Regions from separate parts of the Mus musculus genome. Here regions 1, 2 and 4 are each linked to region 3. Evidence: chromatin contacts called from public HiCAR-type and promoter capture Hi-C data. All regions are on one chromosome and are shown on one strand. The core of a region is the stretch at or near the end of the contact, and the rest is flanking DNA. Distances in the headings are between cores, read along the strand shown. Region 1 overlaps Gm40874 (a long non-coding RNA gene). Region 2 holds the start of Sypl (synaptophysin-like protein). Region 3 holds the start of Snx13 (sorting nexin 13). Region 4 holds the start of Ccdc71l (coiled-coil domain containing 71 like).

Evidence for each region. Promoter capture Hi-C pulls out the DNA fragments that hold promoters and counts their contacts. HiCAR-type assays count read pairs that join an accessible place to other places.
Region 1: a contact with region 3 is called in a promoter capture Hi-C map of the 3T3-L1 cell line, with 7 times the contacts expected there. The contact joins the enhancer-like site here to the promoter of Snx13 in region 3. A contact is called at or near these places in 4 of 39 promoter capture datasets (the 3T3-L1 cell line, hippocampal neurons, liver and 1 more) and 1 of 115 datasets of contacts at active chromatin or transcription factors (stem cell-derived neural progenitor cells).
Region 2: a contact with region 3 is called in a HiCAR-type map of astrocytes, with 6 times the contacts expected there. The contact joins the promoter of Sypl here to the promoter of Snx13 in region 3. A contact is called at or near these places in 3 of 39 promoter capture datasets (hippocampal neurons, liver and pre-B cells), 3 of 484 Hi-C or Micro-C datasets (CD4 T cells, CD8 T cells and embryonic stem cells) and 4 of 115 datasets of contacts at active chromatin or transcription factors (acute myeloid leukemia, astrocytes, embryonic forebrain and 1 more).
Region 4: a contact with region 3 is called in a promoter capture Hi-C map of liver, with 5 times the contacts expected there. The contact joins the promoter of Ccdc71l here to the promoter of Snx13 in region 3. A contact is called at or near these places in 3 of 39 promoter capture datasets (hippocampal neurons, liver and pre-B cells) and 1 of 9 other capture datasets (liver).

What each region holds. Positions count from the first base shown.
Region 1 is chr12:33,019,243-33,022,799 of GRCm38.p6, forward strand. All of the region lies in intron 2 of Gm40874 (a long non-coding RNA gene), which reads left to right. Among named protein-coding and RNA genes, the nearest start is that of Gm40874, 25 kb to the left of the region's middle. Within about 2 kb of position 1,284, at least 75 of the 459 cell types and tissues checked have an H3K27ac peak or open chromatin away from gene starts, as enhancers often do.
Region 2 is chr12:32,952,326-32,955,928 of GRCm38.p6, forward strand. It overlaps Sypl (synaptophysin-like protein), which reads left to right and starts at 1,861. Exons shown (of 5, transcript NM_198710.3): 1 at 1,861-2,034. The coding sequence starts at 1,966. It overlaps 4933406C10Rik (RIKEN cDNA 4933406C10 gene), which reads right to left and starts at 1,464. Exons shown (of 6, transcript NR_044986.1): 1 at 1,180-1,464; 2 at 873-1,046.
Region 3 is chr12:35,045,636-35,048,946 of GRCm38.p6, forward strand. It overlaps Snx13 (sorting nexin 13), which reads left to right and starts at 1,554. Exons shown (of 26, transcript NM_001014973.2): 1 at 1,554-1,776. The coding sequence starts at 1,762.
Region 4 is chr12:32,377,327-32,380,734 of GRCm38.p6, forward strand. Ccdc71l (coiled-coil domain containing 71 like) reads left to right here and starts at 1,463. Exons shown (of 1, transcript NM_001162903.1): 1 at 1,463-3,408. The coding sequence starts at 1,658. The coding sequence ends at 2,314.

The DNA.
Region 1 (3,557 bases), core at 34-2,533, 2.0 Mb before region 3:
TTCAGGCACTGCAGACAGCTCCCAGGAGCTCTGAAATGCCTGTTCTTTGCTGGGTAGTCCCAGGAGGGCCATCTGTCTCCCAGCTCTGCCTCTGACCTAACTCTGGAAGCAGCAAGCTAAGCACCAGAGGCCCCCTGGGTGTGAGGTCCCCAAGTCAGTCAAGGTCTCCATTGTATATACACTAATTGCCTTGGTCACTGCTGACTTACGGGAACTCCATGGTTATCCAGCTACTTCTGCCAAGCCTGAGTGACCTCCCAAGTGGAGGCCCAGAAAGAAATGAGAGATTCCAGAGTCCCTCCAAGCTCTCTGTAATAGAATTTTGGATTTAGTGTTTTGTCTCATCACTTTGTCTTACTTATTTTATGTAGGTGATATAAACATCTGGTACCCAGATCTCCATGCATTTTTTCATGCCTTGCTAGCCCCGTGAGGGGTTATAACCCCTCTGCTCTCCCATCCTGTTCATTTGTGTATGGACTTCACAGAGGCTAAGTAACTCACCAGGAAGCTTTTGTAGTAGGCTGAACAGATGTGTTTCTGAGACATGAGTGTGTGTGTGTGTGTGTGTGTGTGTGTGTGTGTGTGTGTGTGTGAGAGAGAGAGAGAGAGCAATGTCTCCTTAAACTTAATTCTTGGCAGTGCCCTACCACCACCACCTAGAGGAACCCCAAGAGAAAGCTCTAGGCACAGGCAGCTGGCATAGTATCTGGGGGTGGGCACAAGACAGCCGTTCTTTCAGAGAGATCCCCTGCTTCCCTTTAGGGCCTGCTCCTTCATGAAGTGCCCCCCCCCCCCCCGCTTTCTTAGGAACATTGGCCTGGCATTGGGCTCAGGACCAGGGACAGACAGTCACCCTGCACATCATGTGGCACAAGGAACACTCCAAAGCTGGAACATGTACCGCTCAGCCATCTTTAGTAGATTAAAGCCAGAGGCTTTGAAGGTCCACCCCAGTCATGACTCAGCACTTTGGCATACTGGGCACACTGGACACACCGGTTGAGCCAAGGAACTCTCAGCTGCGCCGAGCCCGTGTTGACTCATCCCAAGGGCTGAAGAGTTCCCATCCAAACTTGGAGTCTCAAATCTAGACTTGCAGAGACTCCAAGAGATTCCTTAGGGCAACTGAAAGCTAGAAAAGTCACCCAGCCTGGCTTTGTCCCCTTTCAAGAACAAATTCCTATTCCTGAAGCTGCATGGGTAGCCAGGACAACAGTTAAGGCACGCAGCATGCAAAATCTGTCTGCCGGGCTTTTGGTGCCTTAAATCCCAGGCAAGCTCAGACTTTCCACTGCTTCAGAAGTGGTTAGTCAGGCAGGGAGAACACAGACTCCTGTGCTGTCTAGCTTTATGTCAGCATGTTCCAAGCTAACATCATCAGAGAGGAGGAAGCCTCAGTTGAGAAATTTTTTTCCATAAGATCAGGCTGTGGGCAGGCCTGTAGGGCATTTTCTTAATTAGGGATGATGAGGGAGAGCCCAGCCCACTGTGGGTGGTACCATCTCTGGGTGATGATTCTGAGTTCTACAAGACAGCAGTCTGAGCAGTCCATGAGGAGCAAGCCAGCAAGCAGCACCCCTCCATGGCCTCTGCATCAGGCAGGGTTCCAGGTTCCTGCCCTGCTTGAGCTCCTGTCCTGACTTCCTTCAATGTTGATATGAATGCGATAAAAGTATAAGGCAATAGCCCTTTCCTTCCCAAGTTGTTTTTGGTGTTTTGTGTCTCATCATAGCAATAGAAACCCTAACTAAGATAGATAGTCACAGACCTTGGTCCTGGAACTGTTGATAATTAGTGCGCTGATACAGTCTTCACTAATTTTCCTTGTCTATGTAACAAGGAGTGAGGCCGGTGACCTCAAATCCCATCAGAGGTTGAGCATTCCAGAGAGAGTTTTCTCTCGAAATTCTGCTCAAGCTACAGGGTTAGGTGGGCTCTGTGCAGTCTGGCAGCCTGCAAAACACATTCACACCAACGTTCCCAGCGAAGTTCCCAAGCCCTGGATCTGCCAGGCTGTCACCTTCCAGATATTGATCTTAGCACATTTGCCAGCCTCTTAGATCAATCACCGAGCTAACCGGAGGCTGACTGATCTGTGGATTGGTTCTCCGGGAGTCTGGATGCCCAGCCTGTTTTGATGAGTCATTTTCTTAGAGCAATGTAACCAGGCTGAGGTGGGGGCGGGAGCTCTCCATGCCACTCCATGAATTGGAAGTATAGTGACTTCAAGTCACTATGCTTACAGTAGCCCGGTGACATCCAGCAGAAAAGCTTGCCACTTCTGCCAATCCGTGCTTAATGCAGTTTGTACTCCATTAGTGGCCCATGTTCAGGTTGACTCCAGAGCCAGCTGTTTCCTTGGCTGCTTTCTTTGGAACCAGTTGATGCTTGACCAGAGGTGTCTATTGGCAGAAAAATGGAGCTGGAGTATGAGTCCAAGGTGTCCAGACATGGTCTCTCTGTCATACTCTGTGGGGAGGGTTCCAGAGTGCAGGCGGCCCCAGAGGTCTCCAGGAAGGTCAGACGCTTCCCTGGGAAATACCCTCAGCCAGAGGAAAATGGAGGCTAATTTCTAAGTACGTCTCATGCATAGAGTCACTTGGATGTACAGGTGCGTTATTATCCATATCTCCCTTTTACTTGGGAGGAAACAGGCCCTACCCTACCCTATCCTTCCCTACCCTACCCTACCCATGGCAGACTTGGCTTTTTAATCAAGGGCATCAGGCAATAGCAGAGTCCACTCCTTTAATCAGCCATGTCTTCTCCATTGTGGAGACAGGTCACCTTGGGAGATAAGTCAGTAAACTGCTTGCCTTGCAAACACTGGGACTGAGTACAATTCCCCAAACCCACGTAAAAAGCCAGATATGGTAGTGTGTGCACTGGGGGGAAGTGTGGAGTGAGGTGTGGGGGGTGGGAACTAGGTGGATGCCTGGGCTTGCAGGGCAGACAGACCAGCTTACTCAGCAACTTTCAGTCTTCAAAGAGACCGTGTCTCAAAAAAACTAGGGGATTGGTAAGTGAGGAACAACACCCAAGTGTGTCCTCTGATGTTCACATGCACTTGCATACAAACATGCACACACAACCACACACACACATAATCACATATGAACACATACCCACGTGCATACATACTTACGCATACACACACACACACACACACACACACACACACACAGAGCTTCTTTTGTGACACTCCTTTAGAGAGTTATTTTATTTAGGGGTGTGTGTGTGTGTGTGTGTGTGTGTGTGTGCGGTGCGCGCCTGTGGAGGCCAGAAGAGGGCATCAGGAACTAAAGTTACAGATGGTTGCAAGTGGTCAGATGGGTGCTGGGAACCAAACCCTGGTCCTTTGCAAGAGCAACAGGTGCTTTTAACCTCTGGACTATCTCTTTGGCCCCTGTAATCTCTTTAACTCCTTTAATGGGGGAAACAATCAACTCCAAATTCAGACATGGCTCTGCTGAGATGAGCCACGGGTTTGCCAGGTTATAGCTCTGGCTGTATAGGATCCTTTAGGCTCAGAAGGAGTTAGCTTCCATGATTAA
Region 2 (3,603 bases), core at 611-3,110, 2.1 Mb before region 3:
GAAAGCAGCAGAGACTGGAAAGCAGTGGCGGCAAAATGGCACACACAGAAGTAGCAGGTACCCTGTGTCTAAGGCGGCAGAAGTGAACAGTCCTAGCAGCTGAGGTAGAGAGCCAAGACTAACGGATAAAACCTTATAATCAGCCAGAGAAGAGCAAGGGCAGGCCCTGGCACCACAAGAGCTCCAGATAGCTGTTAAGCCTTCAGGGCCAAAGGTCTCATCCTGGGCCAAGAGCTGCCAAGGGTTGAGGAACCCCAGTGTTCTAGACTTACAAACCGGAACATTTGTAAGGTTGAGTTATGAGGGCTGCAACACTAGAGGGTGCCACTTGCTGCTGCTTCTGTCGGGATTCAGCCACCACTCACTGCTGCCTGACAGAAATGAAGGCTACAAGAGACCAGCTCCTCACTTGCTTCCCCTGCCTATCCTTCCCACAATTCCTATCCAACTGTGCAGTCAAGCAAACCTCAGCCAGCTGCCTGGTGACAGGACTACAGGAACAAACCATGGGAGTACAAATTGTTTCAGACCTCTCAGCTCTATAAAGTTGCAAGATGAGCATTATCCCATCCTGTTAGCATCTATTTCATTTTGAAATTACATTGAATATATTTTTGGCTATTTTGTATAATTCTACTTTGAATACTTTTTCCTTTGAAGCACAGCTAAGTGATTTACTTGTGGGTTCCTATCCAACAGGTCTCAGCAGAAAATAACTTTTTTTTTTTAAGACTTAAAGAGAAATGCTGAGTGGAATACACGGAAATAAGAGTGAAGGAAGGAGGAAGTGTTAGCTTGGTAGTAACTGTTCATGGGTAGTGGTCAGTTCTAATGGAATACTCCACTGACATTTAGGAAATATAAATAAGTACCTGGGAGCTGGAACTAGGATCCTCTGTGGCAAAGATCTTCCTTCGATGTTGGTGTTATCTCACCATGCATGAAGACAGGCCACTATCCCAACCCTCCAAAAAAGGCCAGGCACAAGGAAGCCAGAGAAGAGATGTCTAGATTGGTCCCATTCTGGTGGCAGGAGGGAGTGTTCCCTAAGACAAATCATGAAAGATGAGTTAACTTGACCCCCCCCCACTCCCCCGCCCCCCCCCAAAAAAAAACGGCACGAAATACAGGCCTCGCCAAACGGGGATAGAGGTGGAGAGATGAGTTGTCCTGTGAGACCTGTCAAGCCATGATCTCAAATGGGTGGTCTTTCTCCTACTCTGGCTCCAACAACTTTGCGATGTCTGCGGAAATGTTTGGTGAATCATACGTTCAAGCACCCTTACATAAGGCAGGTTCGCCAGACGGCCGCAGTTTTGCAATAACTATGACTTTAAGGGCCCTGAACACGAGCTTTGAAGTGAGGCTTTGTCTGTGTACACACTTGACACATTTGCCCAAAAGTTCAGAGCACTGGGAAGAAAACGGGCCGTTGTGAGGGCGGGCAGTCACAGCCACAAAAGGGCATAGCAACCAGAACGCCACCGAGGTGGAGGGCCGTGCTGCGCAGGCGCAGCTGTCCCCCGACCCCACCCACCCCCGTCGCGCGCTCGCAAAGGCCGGAAAAGAGTCTGGGGCCTAGGGAGCGCGCGTGCGCGTTAGAGACAGAGCTAGGCTTTGGGGAAGGGGGCGCGGCACACGCATGGCTTCCAAAGCCAACATGGTTCGTCAGCGGTTCAGCCGGCTGAGTCAGGTGCGGCCGGGGGAGGAGCCAGCCCTTCCCAGTCCCTCCTCGGCCTGGTCTCGGCTCGCCCTCTCTGTCTCCTGGGCGCGGACTCAACGGCCGCCCGGCCCCGCCTTAAAGGCCAGGCCGTCCCGCCCCGATGCCCCTTCGTCCCCACCCCTCCGGCCCCGCCCCCAGCCCCGCCGGCTCCGCCTCCCGCTCTCGCCGCGGAGTCGCTCCGGTCTCGCCGCTCCCCTCCTCCGCCCCGCGTCCTGACTCTCTTCCCTCCTTTCCCTCAGAGGATGTCCGCCTTCCAGATCAACCTCAACCCGCTCAAGGAGCCGCTCGGCTTCATCAAGATCCTCGAGTGGGTGAGTGCAGCTTGCGACGCCGACCTCGCCCGGTCCAGCGCGGGGCGCCTTGCCGGGAGGCGGGGACGCGGTCGTGAGGGAGTCCCCCACGCTCGAAGGCCGCGGGGCGGAGATGGCGGCCGGCGTCGAGTCGAGTCGCCGGTGTGGGCGGCTTCTCCCGGCCGCCCCTAGCCGCGGAGGCGTGGAAGCTCGCTCGCTTTTTTTTCTCAGGCTCCACTGCCATCCGCAAAGGAAGACAGGATTTCCTGCTGCGGTCCAACTGATACCGACCGCCCGGAGGCCCGCGGCTTCCGCGGGCGAGGCTAGACCTGGGTTGCGCCCTTCGCTGGCGGCGGGTATGGGCTCCTGTTAAAAATAGTGTGTGTCAGAGAAGCCGAGGCAAAGCCCTTGCCCCGACGCATTAAATTGTCGGCCCATTTAACGCCTGGCCTGGACGTCGAGATTGTTTATAGCAACATCCTGCTTGGAAAGTCAGCTTTCTGCCCTTTCCTGCCAAGCAATCATTAACATCAAAGGAGACTTACAAGTTAGACCTTGTCACGTGCAGCTAGTTTATCAAGCTCTGCGATTTTCCTTCAAACTTAGCGGCCCACTATAGTTGGGTGCTGACTTGAAGAGTTAATGTAAGCACTTGGCATTTATTTGCCCCGTGTGCAGTCAGGTAGTGTTTCGTAGCCGATAACGTTTAATTCCTTCACAGTTCATGTTGAGGGTGAAAAATAAGAACTCTCCGGTTTCGTGCGTGTGTTTTAACGAAGAGCTTGAAGTTCTCCGATGACTGATGACTGCTCGCTCTGATTTTTGTATTTACACTTTATGCCTTCAATTTTGTGAAAACTGAAATGCTGCTCTTGCAACTGGCAAAAGACACGTGACTTTCTGTGCAACCCTAAGTTTAGAAGAAGGTTGTTATTTTAATTCCAAAAGTCATAGGGGAGAAATCAAAGAAATGTGTGTTAAGAATGAACCTTACATTTAGTCTCATTGAATGTTACAATTCAGTTTAATAATTTAGATTTTCACTTAAGTAAGAGGCAGCTTATATCTTTTCTTGAATATTTTAAAGTAGGAGTAATTTTGTTGTGTGCTGAAATTATCTTTAAGTTTCTTAAAATAATACTTTGAGTTTGAAAACCTTTTATTACACAGGCAGTAAGTTTGTAGTAAGACTATAGAGTGTTAATGGTGTAGTGAGTATTTACCCAACAAATATTTGAGTAGGTAGCATATACCAGCACTGTGCTAAATGCCAGCTTACAGATGTGAATCAAACTCTTTTTCTCATGATCATTCAAGGATGTAATGGAGACTATAAAAATGCCATATGGTAAATTGTGTGTTAGAGATACTTGTAAAGTAGTAGGTTAGACAGGAAAGCATCATTGGGGAAGACTTTATAGATGGAAGAATATTTGAAGAGTGAGTACTAGTGAGCTAGGGATTGGCTTTCTAGGCAAATAGAGTCCTGTTAGTGGGAGGAAAAGTTGAAGCAGCCTATGTAAGTAGGTTTTTGCTTGGATGAACATACTGGGCAAAAGTATGGTTCTAAATGATTATAACAAGTTCAAA
Region 3 (3,311 bases), core at 304-2,803:
TCAGCTAGGGCTCCTAGTTTGTCACCTTTAAAAAAGGGAAAACATCTTATACAAAAGGAAATTGATGGAAAAAGTGGAACAGAATACCCAGGGAAGCCACCTAAATTACAGTTTTAATTCAATAGTCGGTATTTTAAACATTAATGAACCTTCTGCATTCTTATTTACAGGATGGAACAGTATCTTCTTTCAGGTTCCTTGTTGTCTCTTCTCTTGGTTTCTCTCAGTATTAACACAGTTTGCATTTTCCAATCTTGTTTCCTATTTATAGATTAATCTGCCAGTGCTTCAATTATATTTGGTTGTATTGCAGACGTTAGAATGCACTTGTTCCAGTAACAGAAAAATTATATATATATAAGTTGCCCAGTAAAAAACAAACAAAAAAACCCAACTTTGCTATAAACTCACTGAATGGAGCAGTCGGGGCTTTTCTTCAAAGTCTGTATGACATCTTAAATGAAATTTTATTTTGGGGGACAGAACAGAATAGAGATAACACAGGGTTTGTAATGCACTTGCTTTATTCACTGTGGTGAGAATGAGTACCTCCTTAAATTACATTTAGCACAATAGTACCATTGTTAAGTGCAGATTCCATCACAAAGGAAGTAACTACTGGCTTTAGTTTTCCACAATTTCTTTTATAAACTTTTTCTTCTTCTTTTTTTTTTTTCCCGGTAAGAATGAGATACAAGTGTTTTATTTTTCAAGCCCAAACACTTCTCAGTTTCACTGTAAATTGGTTTGTAACAGCAGAGGCATGAAAAGAAAACTACTTCACGGGCAATTCAGGAAGAAGCGAGTGATTTTTACTGTCATTCCTGTAGAAGTGGACCGAGATAGTTGTCACGGTATCAGCAGTTCTAGCCACAGAACTTCGGAGTTCAGTCTCATTTTATTCGTAACTACTTACAGAGACACATGCTGAAATGCGTTCACTGTGATATATAAACATATATATATATATATATTTTTTTTTTTTGAATTCCCAATAAAGCCATAGAGACTACAGCTACCGGGCAAAAGCTGCTTGATTTTTAAGACTATGAAAGAAACACTAAGCCTTCAGGCTTGAGCAGGTTCTGGCCAATCAGCAAAGCAGTAGCCCTTAACTCTGCCAGGATCGGGGTGAAGGCGATCTGCCCTGATCGCGTCTACAACCTGTCGCGCACCCAGCACAGGACTTACTGAGCGCTGGGAGCAACAGAGGCAAGTTTCGGCCGAAGTTTCGGAATGAGGCGCGGCGCGGGCGGCAGTTTCAGGTCACCGCGCTGCGGAGGGGACCGCAGCCGAGTGTCCCGAGCACTCTACGGGCTCCACAGGGTCGGGGAGACGCGAGATGCCAGTTTCTCCGCCGGCACCCAGCCTCCGCTGCGCCACCAGCCCGCAAACCCGCCACCACGGTGGCCCGGGATCCAGCCCGCAGAGGAGGTCCCGGGTCGCGCGCGGCCCAGCCCCCGCCGCCGACCCTGCGCGCGCCGGCGCCATGGAGACAGTCACAAGACGCTCGCGCCCGGCGCGCCAGCCAATGGGAGCGCACGTCGCGGGGAGACGCGGACGTCGCTCTTCCAAGATGGCGGCGCGTCCGTCGCGAGCAGCCGGGCCGGGGGGAAGCCAGCGAAGCCGAGTAAAGCCGCCGCCCGGGACAGGACTGAAGCAGCAGTTGCCGCCGTTGGCGGCGGCCCGGGCAGTTTCCGCTGCTGCTACGGCTATTGCCATGCGGCGAGGCTAGGGAGGACCTCACTCCCCCGGGGTGTAATGATGTTAACAGAGGTAAGCGGCGCCCACTGTTTACCTGAGAGGCGGGTGAGCGGCCGGCGCCAGCCCGCCCGTCACCGACGCCGCTCCCGGCGCTGGGCCCGACCGGAGCCGAGGCCCGGCCGGCCGGGCTGGCAGCCGCCGGGTTCCCACAAGTGCCACCGAGTGGGCGCGGTGCTGACTCGGCAGAGTTCCACCTCCTCCTGCCGCCGCTCCCCTTCGCCCGAGCTGTCGCTCCTTCCTGGAGTCCGCTCCGCCTGCCCCGAGGCGGTCGTGGTCCCCGCGTCCCGGTGCTGGCCCTTGTCGGTGTCCCCGGCTTGCAGGGCCCTTCCCCTCCCGGCTGGGTCGGGTCAACCTCCTGGCGGTGGCAGCCGGCCTGAGCCCTACATTGGCTGCTCCGCGAAGTGAGCCAGGTTCCTCCAGCCACACTCGCTGGCCTCGCGCCCTCCTCCCCTGCCCCCACATCCCGTCACGTTCCTTCAGTCCCTGATCCCAAAGTTCAGTTTGGCATCCACCTTCCTGACCCGCGGATGGCCCCCTTGCTTCTCTCTGTGGGAACAGTTTTTCTCATTTGACCTGAAATGGAAGTAGGGCAGCAACGACGAACCAATCAGTTTCCCCTTCCTTAGTGCCCACTGTCCAGTGCAAAAACCAGACGTTTGAAGAAGTAGAGTTTGCCTGCACTAGCAGTACTTTAGGGGGAAGAACTTAATCGGTGCAGCTAGTTTAGTGACCAGAGGTGACATAGCTGGGCGAATGGTCTATTGCAGGTGTTGGATGTCTGACGCTTGTAGATTGGATAAAATCCCAGAGGCTGCTCCCTTAAGGTTCTGTGAGGATCCTAATGTCAGGGACCGGTTTGAACATCTTTGGGAGCTGATGTGAGGGTACTAAACCACGTTGATGGTCACTGGGAAGCAGTCCTACACGGGCCAAAAAGGACATTTTGAAATGGAAACATTGGAAACAAGTGGATTTTACTGTGTGAAAAGCGATGGCACAATAGGACACACTGGGTTCTCCAAGTTTTGGGAACTCGTCTAACTAAGTGCCTTGTACCTTAGTATCTGTTTTCATCTGTGCCCAGATTCTGGCAAACACGACGTGCCTGGGAAACCCCTATTGGTTGATTGTTAACTTAGGAACTACACATTTCTAGGAGTTAGACGTTCACTTTACGTTTCCTAATTCTACATATTTCCGAAGTTACTTACATTGTCACAGACTATGGTTATACATTGTCCTTAGTTGTGGATTTAAAAAGCAAGTAGCATCCCAAGTTTATTTTACTCTGATACTTAAGTGAGCAGCTGCTCTTACATCAGTATTAGTAACTTTTCAGTGGTGTCTATAATATATTAGCATGAAATATCTTTTTGATAAAACTTATTAGAGTTTTGATCTTTTCACAGGAAACTAGTGTGCTAATACAAGGGTACTGTCTTGATTCGGATACCCAGAGAGGATTCTAAACATCTGCATTTTATAGGACTTAATGTTTCAGTGAAGCCTTTTAAACAGGTCAGAGATTGTAGTAAGCTGTCCTTATG
Region 4 (3,408 bases), core at 213-2,712, 2.7 Mb before region 3:
ATAAAGATCTCTAGATTAGGGACATAAAGCTCTATAGCAGCAACCCTGCTGTTAGCAAGCTGTCTTAATAAACTCCTGTGGGTCTAAACTGCCCTCATCTGTGCGACAAGAAGACTGAACCAGGTGTGTCTCAGCTCAAATATTTAAAGGAACTATTTTAACTGTATGCAGATCACAAAAATTTGGCATTGCATTCATTGTGTGCTGCAAAATAAGATACTTACTGAAGAAAATTCTAGCACCAGGACATAGATTTAAAAAAAAAAAACCTTATTTTACAGAAATCTTAGGGGCTGGAGGGTATAGATCACTAGTAGGGTGCAGTCTTCATATGTGTGAAGCTCTGGGTTCTATCCCCAGCAAGGGGAATAATGAAGTTTAAAGGACTTCAAAGAAAATTGCAATATAAATGCAAAATATATAATTACCTTGTTCTAAGCAATTTCAGTGCTGCACTCCATTTCAAACAGGCAGTGCTATTTCATACATCCATTTGGTATGCATTCAACGCCTATTATGTGAATAGGCAGCGAGTTGAGAGTGAATAGAGGAATTGACAAAAAGGATGTCTACTACTGTCTTCCCAAATACAAAAGGTGATTCATTCTTAAGGATGTATTCTTCTCAAAGAATCTTATTGATTACGTGGAATACTACATCAAGGATAGAGATGGTGCTGCGAATGGCAATTTAATACCAACTGAAATGTGGAATAGCACTCTGATTTAAAAAAAATGTTTTCTTTCAGCAGAACAGCTTTGCTGCCATTGCTGTTTGTCCAACTTGAGCAGACTTTTTAGTTCATACAGTATTAACTCTTTTCTTTCCCAGTGACCTGTACCTCCTAAATGTGCCAAGATGGTTCCATTGCCCAGAAGGAAGCTGTCATCAATGCCTGAACTTTTAGTTTTCTTAAAAGATGGGGTCAAGAGAGGCAAAGCATATGAAGATGCCAAAGCAGGATTTGAGACTTTAGAAGGGATTCATGAAATGCCCATCCCTTCTAGTTTATACCCAACTCTCTCAGCTGTTATACTATCAAGTCTTGGGGTTCTCTCTCATTATTCAGACTGGTAGACTTCCCCAGCTCAACCCACAGCTGAACACAATCACCCACGACACCCCCAAACATGGCACTCACACCCACCCACTTCCTTCTCTTGACAGGGCAACCCTCATGGATCCACCCAATGGTTGACTGGCCTTCCAGGGCCTCACCATCACCCACCACAGCCACCATGTTCCACGAACTGGCCTCTCCCCCATCAGTCCCCGCCCCTCACTCGGAGAGCACCCAATGGGAGGAGCTGAGGCCGTGGGAGGCGGGGACTAAGGCGGGCCCATTTAAAGAAAGGCTGAGGGCGAAAGGAGGCAAGAGAAGAGAAGAAAGAGAAGCCAGGGGAGGGGGCGGGCGCCGTCCAATGACAAAGCCCCGGGGTGGGCGCCCGCCGCTGCCGCCATCTTTAGCCCGGCCACAGGACAACCAGCGCGTCCTCCGCCCCGAGGGGGAGGGGCGGCGAGGCGAGAAAAGTAGCGAGCGGCGCCGGGCGGAAGGCGCCAGCACAGGCTAGCAGCGCCGGGCGGAAGGCGCCAGCACAGGCGAGCGCCGCCGAGCCGGGCGCGGACAGGGACGGCGGGCGGTCCCGAGCGGCCTCTGATGCGACGCGGCGTGAAGAGGCGGCGGCGCCGGCCCCGGGCTGCCTGGGGCGGCGGCTACGGAGCGGAAGGAGGGGCCGGGCTGGAGGCGCTGGAGGAGAAGGTGGTGTACTCGCGGTCGCAACTGTCGCTGGCCGGAAGCACGGAGGCGCTGGGCGACGCCTTCAAGCTCTTCATGCCCAGCAGCACGGAGTTCATGAGCTCGGAAGCGGAGCTCTGGAGCTTCCTCTGCAGCCTCAAGCACCAGTTCTCCCCGCACATCCTGCGCAGCAAGGACGTCTACGGCTACTCCTCGTGCCGGGCACTGGTGCCCGACCCCCCGGCGCCCGACAGCCGCCCCGCGCGCCGGCCGCGCCCGCGCGCAACGCCCAGGAGGAGGCGCCGTGGAGCTCGGGCTGCCGCGGACACCCGTAGGCCGCGCCCCGCCGCTGCGGCCGCGGAGCCCGGGCCTCCCGCATCCAGCTTCGGGGGCCGCACCCTGGAGGAGATCTGGAGGGCGGCCACCCCGACGCTGACCAGCTTCCCGACCATCCGCGTCGGCGACGACGTGTGGGGCGAGCGCAGCCTGGCGGTGGCGCGGCGCAGGGCGAGCCAAGTGCTGCGAGTGGACCTGGACCCGGTGGTGAGGCTGCGCCGCTTCCCGGTGCACCGGCTGTGATGCGCGCTGCGGCGCCTCCTGCCGGCCGCCGCCCGGGGAAGCTTCCGCGCGCTGGAACGGACTTATGTCAATGTCAGTCGAATGTTTACAGAACCGGCCCCCTTTGGTGCACTTTATGCGCGAACTAGGCCCCTGGATGCGGTGCGGCGCCGCGGTCCAGGATCGGGACAGGTGCGGCCCCCACGCCCGCGGCCAGACGGGACGGCCGGACCCGCGACAGAAGTCCCTTTGCTTCCCAACCCGGATGGAGACGTCTCCAGAACCTGGAGGGACACGTGCGTTTTCTCCCTCTCGGACTCTACCTCACCGGTCTGGAAGACCTCCGAAGACTTACAAATTTTTTTCTCCAAAGGAATTTTGTTTTCGTGCTTGTGTAATACAGCCAGAATTTTACTTGCTCCTGATTCCCCTTCTGTTTTCTTTTTGACTGTCAGCCCCACTTTCTGGACAGAAGATCGACTATGTTTCCTGGTGAAGTGCTGGTGTACGCTCAGGGTATTCTGAAGGCCACTCGTTTTCTAATTTTTACTGGATTCCAAAGCTTTGATCAAGGTCGTCTTTTAAGAGTTTCAAGCTTATGACTGTTAATGTAAGGATTTGTATGGCTTTGAATTTCATGAGCTCAGTGATTAACAAGAGATGCAAAGTACAACTTTAAAATAAAAGGTTAAGGTGTTTATATATAAAGTTTTATATTGAAAGTTTATATTTACTGAGCTCCTAAGTAAAATGGTAGAATATTCTTTAAAAGTTTTGTTTAAGAAAAAGTTGACTTACTCTATTCATTTAAATTGAATAAAATTGAAGTGTTTTGAACCACATGGCTTGTGATAAAAATTGAATAAATTTTGAAGAAGATGTTGGCTACAAGAATGACTGGAATCCAGTTGGAGGTGTTTGACCTCGCTTCCTGGTGTAACATAATATTCAGGATTGTTAATGGGAAGAGAATTAAGATGGAAGTTGCTTAGGAGAGATCAATACGTGTGGACATTGTGAATAAACAGATAAACAGAATACCCTTTAGAATTCCCAGAATTGTGAATGATCTATAGGGAGGGGCAGGGGCATTTCTTGGTACCATATAACTGGTC